Linked DNA regions of Sus scrofa: region 2 is linked to region 1. Evidence: chromatin contacts called from public HiChIP or PLAC-seq data. All regions are on one chromosome and are shown on one strand. Each heading gives the region's core, a stretch centred on a gene start, on an enhancer-like site or on the middle of the called end of the contact. The rest is flanking DNA. Distances are from core to core; before and after follow the strand shown.

Region 1 (3,822 bases), core at 815-3,314:
AAAAAGCCTCCGTGGCCTTGAAAAATTCTCTGCTGTGAAACTGAAAACAGGGCACCGTGTGGCAGTTCTCAGCCCCACAGATTGCTCTGTACCACTCCCTAGAAGAGCATGGATTACAGCGTTCATGAATAAACTGAGCATTCTTATCAGGGAGGTCAAATAAGCTCTCTTTCTACCAAGAACCCAATTTGAAGATAATCAAATATGTCAGAAGTTGGCCAGCAAAGCCAACGAATGGAGCTCTCTTGACTTGGGGTGAGAGAAGGAAAGTGTAAAGATTACGAAACCTCCTTTGGATGATTCAAACCATTACTAGGGAGACAGGAGTGTCAAGAGGGAGCCACTGCAGGTAAGTGAAAGAAGGGAGACTTCTACCATCTGTTGATAATTAATTAAAAAAACAACTCTTTTCCTTCCTGAGAAAGACAGTGCTTCACCAGGCCATGCACATGATAAACTGGGAGGCGGGTGGGAGCTATGCAGTGATTAAACTTCTCTGCTGGAAATAAAAGATGCTGATTCCACCAAGGATTGGGAACCCTGGAGCTCTGCTCTGAGCAGTCCTCTTTTAGCTCTGCCAGAGCCAGACTTCAGAGAAGCAGCACATTGTCTGAGGCCCAGATCAAAGCCCAGCAAACCAAGCAACCCACAAATCACAGTGATGATCCTGAACTGGGCCTTAGGTCACGCTGCTCTGCTCAGCACTGGCGATGTATTAACGAAGCCTTTCCACTCTGACTTGCAGTTTTCCAGGCCATGAGCTGGTCTGGCTGAACACCCTGGGCAGGGCCCAGCAGCGGCTTGAGGGAGGGGTGGTGAGGGGGGCGGATCCCAATCGGACTCCTACCCAGCTGGCGGCCCAAGGGTGACACAGGAAGGCAGAACTGCAGGAAGGGAGGTACTGGGTGGAGCCTGCAAAACGTAAAGCATGGTGTGGGTGGCTGCTTTGTCTAACTAGTCAAGAGTGGGAGCAGGATGGGAAAGGGGCCTTAGTATCTCCCACGAAAGAAACCATCTCTCTGGGAATACTTTCAAAGGGGTTCCCTCCGCTCTATGTGATGGGCAGGGGAAAGGGGCGGGGTGGGCCGTGGCCATAATTCACCTCCAAGGAGAAACGACTAGAGCTTTCCTCTCCTCTTTCCTCCCCTCCGTACCACCAATGACCCACCTCCCCGCCCTCTGTCCGTATTAACCATGGGTGGAGGCTCTCTAACTCGGCCTTTCTCAAAACAAGCCTTCTTCATGGCCACTTCTAAACTACCAGACGCCTGGGAGCTGCAGTCCCCCCCCTCATACCCCAACCCGGGCCCAAAACAGCGGGGGGTCGCCCCATCCCTCCTAAACGAGACTACAAAATCCAGAGAGCCATGCGCGACGGGCAAGGCCAACTCCCAGGCTTTCCGCAGGAGTCCACGTGGGAGATGTAGTCCGCCGACCGGGTGGCGCCTTTAGCTTAGAATGACAATGACGGGAGTGAGGGACTACAATACCCACAGTGCTCCCCGAGACCGGGGGCGGATGAAGCGGGCGCGGTGGCTTCCGGGGATAGTAGTCACACGACAGCTCCCGCGAATCCAAAGCAACGGCAAGAGTAGCGTGAGAGACTACAAGTCCCAGGGTGCACCGCAGGGAGGCGGTGGTCCAAGCCTTGCAGGCCCCGGCAGAATGACCAGGGCAATGGAGGGGAAGTCGTGCTCGCTGCGGGCGTGGGGAATGGGCTTACCGGTGTGTCGAAGGAGAAGGCGCATTCGTCTTTGTGGACCCGGTCTCCAGCCTTGGGGACCCGGATCGTCGGTAATACTGACAGCAGCGCCTCCTCACTCAGCTCCGCCATGACACCGGCAGCAGCTCCTCCACACACCGCGGCTCCCACTTCTAGTCCCCCACCCCCTACCCCTCCGTCCAATGAGCACTACTCGTTAGGTGCATGCGCTGAAGGGAGGACGCGCGAGAATGGCAGTTGGACGGAGCCTGCCGGCTAGTGCTCCGCCCTCTGCCCGCCTCTCGACTAAAGCCAATGAAAAGCGCTTCTAATGCAATCGTTGGTCGAAAGAGCCAATCCCACACCTCCAAGGGCAGAGCGCATGTAGAGCAGCGAGGTGGGCTCCGGAGTTTTGGCTGCTGGGATTCTGGGACTTTGCGTGCCTTCTTTTGAAGAGCAGAAACTGACAGTTGTTTAAACCCGTCCATTCCAGAAACCTTCTTTTGGATTTGTCCAATTCGAAAATAGACGAGCAGACAAGTATTCTTGGTATTTGAAAGGGGGCTGTCCAATGAGGCGGGGTTTGGGGATTAGTGCCGAGTGATTGCTAACTCTGCGGACCAATAAGGATTACTATCTTTAGGGCCTCAGAAAAATCTTCATAACTCCGTCTCCGACTGGATTATAACTGTAATAATTCCTGATCCTATTTTTTAATAAAATCATTTGATTTTGAAACTGGAGGTCTCAAAAGCGAAGACTGGCATTCCTCAAAATCTCACTACGGACTACTCGCAGCCCGATAAGGAACAAAAGTCCCCTTATCAAAGAGGCGTCACCCCTGGGTTGGGCCAGCCGCGGTCCCTCGGCCCCACGGTCTCTATGATAGACGTCCTCCCTACCCAATGGCTTCCTTCCCTGGAGGCGGGCCTCACATAGCGGACCTATAGGAGCCTGCGTCGGCTCAGCCAATAGGCTCAGGGTAGGGGCGTGGCGGGAAGTTTGAAACTCAGCTTCGGGAGTTGAGGATCAAGCTGCTTTGCACCCAAAGGTGGATTTGGGGCCTGGTAAGTGATTTGAATAAATTAGTGAAGAAGTTAGAGGGTCCAGCAGACTCGGAGACGCTGCCTTGTCAGCTTTATCAGCCGTTATCCCCGCAGGGACCTCTGGCCTGGCTACCAGACTGTTCCTCAGCGGGGAATGGGGAAGATCCGGTGGTCTGGGGTCAAAAGTCGAACGTGGTCGCAGTAAGGGCTAAGACCTGAGTCACTTCTCACAGGCATCCCCTCTTCGCCCGGGGCGGGCTCTGCCCCATCCTATTTCTCCTGCTTGAGATGGGCTCAGCCAAGAGCGTCCCAGTCACTCCAGCGCGGCCTCCGCCGCACAACAAGCTTCTGGCTCGAGTAGCGGACCCCCGTTCACCCAGCGCCGGCATCCAACGCACTCCCATCCAGGTACCCTGGGCCAGGGCGGGGGAGGCCGCGAAACTGAATTATTGGGCCTCTGCCTAACCTGATTTTGGAAGAGCTCTTACTCCCCCAACCCCCGCCACCTCCCTCTGAGGCCTTATTTTCCCTCATTCTCAATCTGGATGAAGTAGGTTGAGTGTCTGATGCCCTTGGCCAGTTCCCACCTGGAGTGTCAGCTGAGGCTAGAGATCTGGGAGAGAAGAGTCAGGGCTCAGACTTATTCTAGCCTTTGGTCCCGACAGGTAGAGAGCTCTCCACAGCCAAACCTGCCTTCAGGGGAGCAGCTGGAGGGTCCTAAGCAGGCCCAGGACACAGATCCCCGCTCTCCTACCCTTGGCATTGCACGGACACCCATGAAGACCAGCAGCGGAGGTTAAGTGTTGGGTCCAGGGAATTCTGATAATGCTGTCACTTAGCATCATTGGGTGGGATCAGTGAGGCTGTCCTCTCAGGCTTCTTCTTCTTTTTTTTTTTTTTTTTGGCTTTTTAGGGCCGCACCCATGCATATGGAGGTTCATAGGCTAAGAGTCCAATTGGAGCTACAGCTGCTGGCCTACACCACAGCCACAGCAACACAGGATCTGAGCAGCATTTGTGACCTACCCCACAGCTCACGGCAATGCCAGATCCTCAACCCACTGAGCGAGGCCA
Region 2 (3,822 bases), core at 460-2,959, 170 kb after region 1:
GACGGCCACAAAACTCCGTATCAAAGAAATGGAAGCACAGCCTCCTGGAAGGAACTGCACTCCTGCCAGAGCATCCCTGGGCTCAGTGCTGCTTCCACTTGGCACATCCTGTGGCACCTAAATCCAGAGGTTTCCAGTGGTGGAGGTCATAACCTGGATTGAAGGACACCGCACAGTTGTAGTGCTGAGGAATAGAGTGTGGTCGGGAACCTGGACTTCAGCCCTGATCTCCCAGCAACCAGTGTTGGCCGAGATGCTTCTGCAGCTGTTAAATGAAGGGATTGGGCTAGATCACCTCCAAGATTCCTTTTTGAGAATTAAAAATCTTTAAGCACTGAGAAAGTTGTGGCAAAGTTCCCGCATCTGACAACGTGGCTATCCTCTGTGGGACTGCCGGGCCTCTGCTCATTACCTGGCTGCATGCGGGTAGGCAATGAAATAATACCTCTTAATTTAGGGCCTGGGCTCTTGTGTGGGCGTCCAAGATGGTCCCACTCTGTGGTGTGACACTAATGAATGTATCACAAGTGACCAAACATGCAGTGTTAGCTTCCTGAATATTTACTGCTTTTAACCCTTGTTCTCACCAACAGTCAAATTGGCACTGATAGCCCTAACTTCATCGCAGGTATTACAAACAATCTCCTCTTTTTAAGGTTACACTCACACTCAGAGTAACAACCAATGAGGTAGGTAGTGTGAGGTAGTCATTTTATAGAGATGCGCACAGATTAAATTACCCAAGGGCCTGCTGCTTGCACTTAAGAGAGAAATCTTGTAGATTTCATTGCTGTTATCTTACCACCTGGTCAGCAGTAAGTCTGGGATTTCACCTTGCCTCTTTTTTATATATTTGATCTAAATGATGAGGCTGAAAGTGTTTGACAACCTGCCACTTCACATTGCTAATTATCAAGAAGGTGTGAATTGGGAGCGACAGCGATCTCCAAAGCACTGTCTTACTAACACTCCGGTTCCGGTTCCCAAGTGTGGTGCCAGCCTGTCATGCACTTGGTGGCTTTTCATCCTGACGAAGAAGCATTAGCTGTCGCTGTGCCGTAGCGGACCAGGGTGATAGCTGACATCCACCTGGCCCAACTGTGACAGCTGCGTGCCCCAATCCTTTCAGAATCATGGGGCTGGTTAACATCCTATAAACCCGAATAAAAAGGGAGACCAAAACAGGGGGGCAAGGCCAGAAGTACTATGTCACTTTACGAGTGAGGAGTGTGACAGGTGAGGAACCCTGACATAACACGTGGAGTCCTAGCTTTATTGTGTGAGTAGCTCAGAGGTTATAGATAGTGAGTTGTTTCCACGTTAAAAAATAACCTTAGGGAGCTGCTGTTTGAGCGAGTCAACAGAAGTGCGGAGGGTTTAAATCTTGCCCCGCCGGGGGCGCCTCCCTAACTCCCTAAGAAACTAGCGACTTGGGAGAAGGCACCTGCGCAGGTCACATCCCAAGAGACACAAAAATTCTCCGGCTGCTGAAACGGGCTATTTGCGGACTAAAAGCCTGATGAAAAAAGCTTCCTCGCCCTCACGCCTGCACGTCCCCCGCCTGGAGGGAAAGGAAGTGCAAGTGAAAATGCAAAATGGCGCCCCCGGCCGCCGCCGGCCCCAAGCAACGCCGGCCGGCAAAAGACGAGGGTCGGCGGTCGGGCGCTCGGCGGACGCGGCCAGACGGGCGCTGTAGTGAGGCCGGAAGTTCCCCTTGTGAGGGCGGAAGGACTCCAGGCCGAGAAGGACAGCTTCGAGACCTGTCGCCTTCAGTCACTTCCGGGGCGGAGCGGAAGTTGCTTTGTTTTGCTTCAAGATGGCTGCGGGGATGTATTTGGAACATTATCTGGACAGTAAGAGCAGACTGAAGGAGGGGGTCAGGGGTCACAGGGGGGTGGGGGTGTCGGAGCTGAGAAGCTCTACGGCCCCGAAGTCCGGGTGGTCAGAAGGTCACGATTGTAAAGGGTTGCATGAGAGGAAATAGTGGAGGGTGTGTAGAAGGAGGGGGCGGGGCAGCGGGGCCGAGGCCTCGCTCTGGGGTGTAGACGGGGGAGGGGCTGCGCGGTGGGGCTGGGGGACGTCTCTTGAAGGGCGGGTGGGCCTAGTCGGGAAGATCCCTGCTGCCCCATCTTCAGAGTCTCCGGCCTCAGGATATACGTTTTCCTCAAAATCATTCGGAAATTAGTCATTTTAGTATATCGCCCACTGCCTTTTGGAACAGCGACAAAGACCTGTTCGCGGCTCCTTCGCCCAGTTTTTTCGCAGAAGTGGCTTCTCCTGGGGATGGGAGGGTAACGAGTGACCACTGTCATATGATGAACTGGAAGTCTGCTCTTGGAGTAAAGATCCCGTTCCCATCCAGTGGAAATCTGGCGTTATGTTGATGCCATTTGTGTAAACCACTCCTCCACAGAGCCTGTCATCCACTAAGCGCTTACATTTGCCTTGGTGTTGAGAGTCATTCATTCATTCTTTTATTGAGGTCCTGCTATGGCTCAGATATAATGGCAGGTACTGGAGATATACAAGAATGAGTAAAACACAACCCCTGTCAAGTGGTCATAGACTAGTAGGACACAGATTCTGTTAATAAATAATTGTAAAACAGTGAGACAGGTAAAATAATAGAAATATATTAAAAGTTGCTAACTCTGGAGAAAAAAAGAGCTAATTACCTGGGGATGTAGGTAAAGCTTTGTAGAGGATGTGATGTTTGAGTAGAATCTTGAAGGCTGAGTGTTTATTTGCCAGTTGGAGAGGGAATCGCAGGTTGGGGAAAGCAGCAGCTAAGGTGTTACGGGTTTGTGGCAAGGTTAGGCAAAAGTGAGGCCAAAGTATTTGATATACAGGACCCTAAGTTGTAAGATTGGGAAATAAGACTGGAGAAGGGGGCTGGGGCCAGGTTGTGCAAGGTCTTTTAAGCCAAGCCAAGAAGCTTGCAGTTTAGTGAGGAACCAACAGATTTTCTGAATAGTGATTATTTATTTATTTATGTTTTGGTCTTTTTCCAGGGCCTCACCCATGGCATATGGGGGTTCCATATGATTAGAGCTGTAGCCACCGGCCTCCGCCACAGCCACAGCAACGCAGGATCTGAGCCGCGTCTGCAACCTACGCCACAGCTCACGGCAACGCTGGATCCTTAACCCACTGAGCGGGGCCAGGGATCGAACCTGCAAACTCATTGTTCCTGGTCGGATTCGTTAACCACTGCACCACGACGGGAACTCCTGAATAGTGATTTTTTAATAAAGGAAAATAACTGATATATGATAACTTAGAGCATAATAACATTGGTAATGTAGAGATCGGTTAGTGGTAACAACCCTGGTCAGAGATAAGGATCCGATCCGAGAGAGTGACAGAGTATTTGCGCATTAACTATAACAGGACTGACTGAATGACTGAGTGGTTGAGAGAAAATGAAAAATCTAAGGCGACTTCTCGATTTCCTGTTTGGGAAATGAGGTAGACATTATATTACCAACAAGATAAGAAATTCAGGAGTAGCAACCTAAAGCACAGGAATGTAAGAGTAAATGAGATGGGTATCATTCAGGGAAAGCAAGTGAGAAAACTAGAGAATTAAGTACAAGTTCAAAAAAAATTAATATTTAAGAGACAGGCTAAGGAAGTGTGATGGAATTATCAGAAAGTATATGATGGGATTTGGACTCCCAAGAGGAAGAAAGTTACTTGGAGCGAGAACAGCTGCAAACATATTTTTTAGAATAGGACTAATAATAGATCATTTGATTGGGTAAGTCATTGGTGACTTAATCTCAGTAAGCCAGTGTTGAAGACCTGAGGTTATAAGTTAAA

Evidence for each region. HiChIP or PLAC-seq counts read pairs in DNA pulled down with a chosen protein or histone mark.
Region 2: a contact with region 1 is called in an H3K27ac HiChIP or PLAC-seq map of alveolar macrophages. The contact joins the promoter of ING4 here to the promoter of CDCA3 in region 1. A contact is called at or near these places in 2 of 5 promoter capture datasets (fetal liver and fetal skeletal muscle) and 1 of 2 datasets of contacts at active chromatin or transcription factors (alveolar macrophages).

The regions. Positions count from the first base shown.
Region 1 is chr5:63,856,841-63,860,662 of Sscrofa11.1, forward strand. It overlaps CDCA3 (cell division cycle-associated protein 3), which reads left to right and starts at 2,065. Exons shown (of 6, transcript XM_013987400.2): 1 at 2,065-2,769; 2 at 2,982-3,156; 3 at 3,414-3,543. The coding sequence starts at 3,037. USP5 (ubiquitin carboxyl-terminal hydrolase 5) reads right to left here and starts at 1,995. Exons shown (of 20, transcript XM_001925784.6): 1 at 1,724-1,995. The coding sequence starts at 1,834.
Region 2 is chr5:64,026,080-64,029,901 of Sscrofa11.1, forward strand. It overlaps ING4 (inhibitor of growth protein 4), which reads left to right and starts at 1,710. Exons shown (of 8, transcript XM_021092419.1): 1 at 1,710-1,853. The coding sequence starts at 1,817.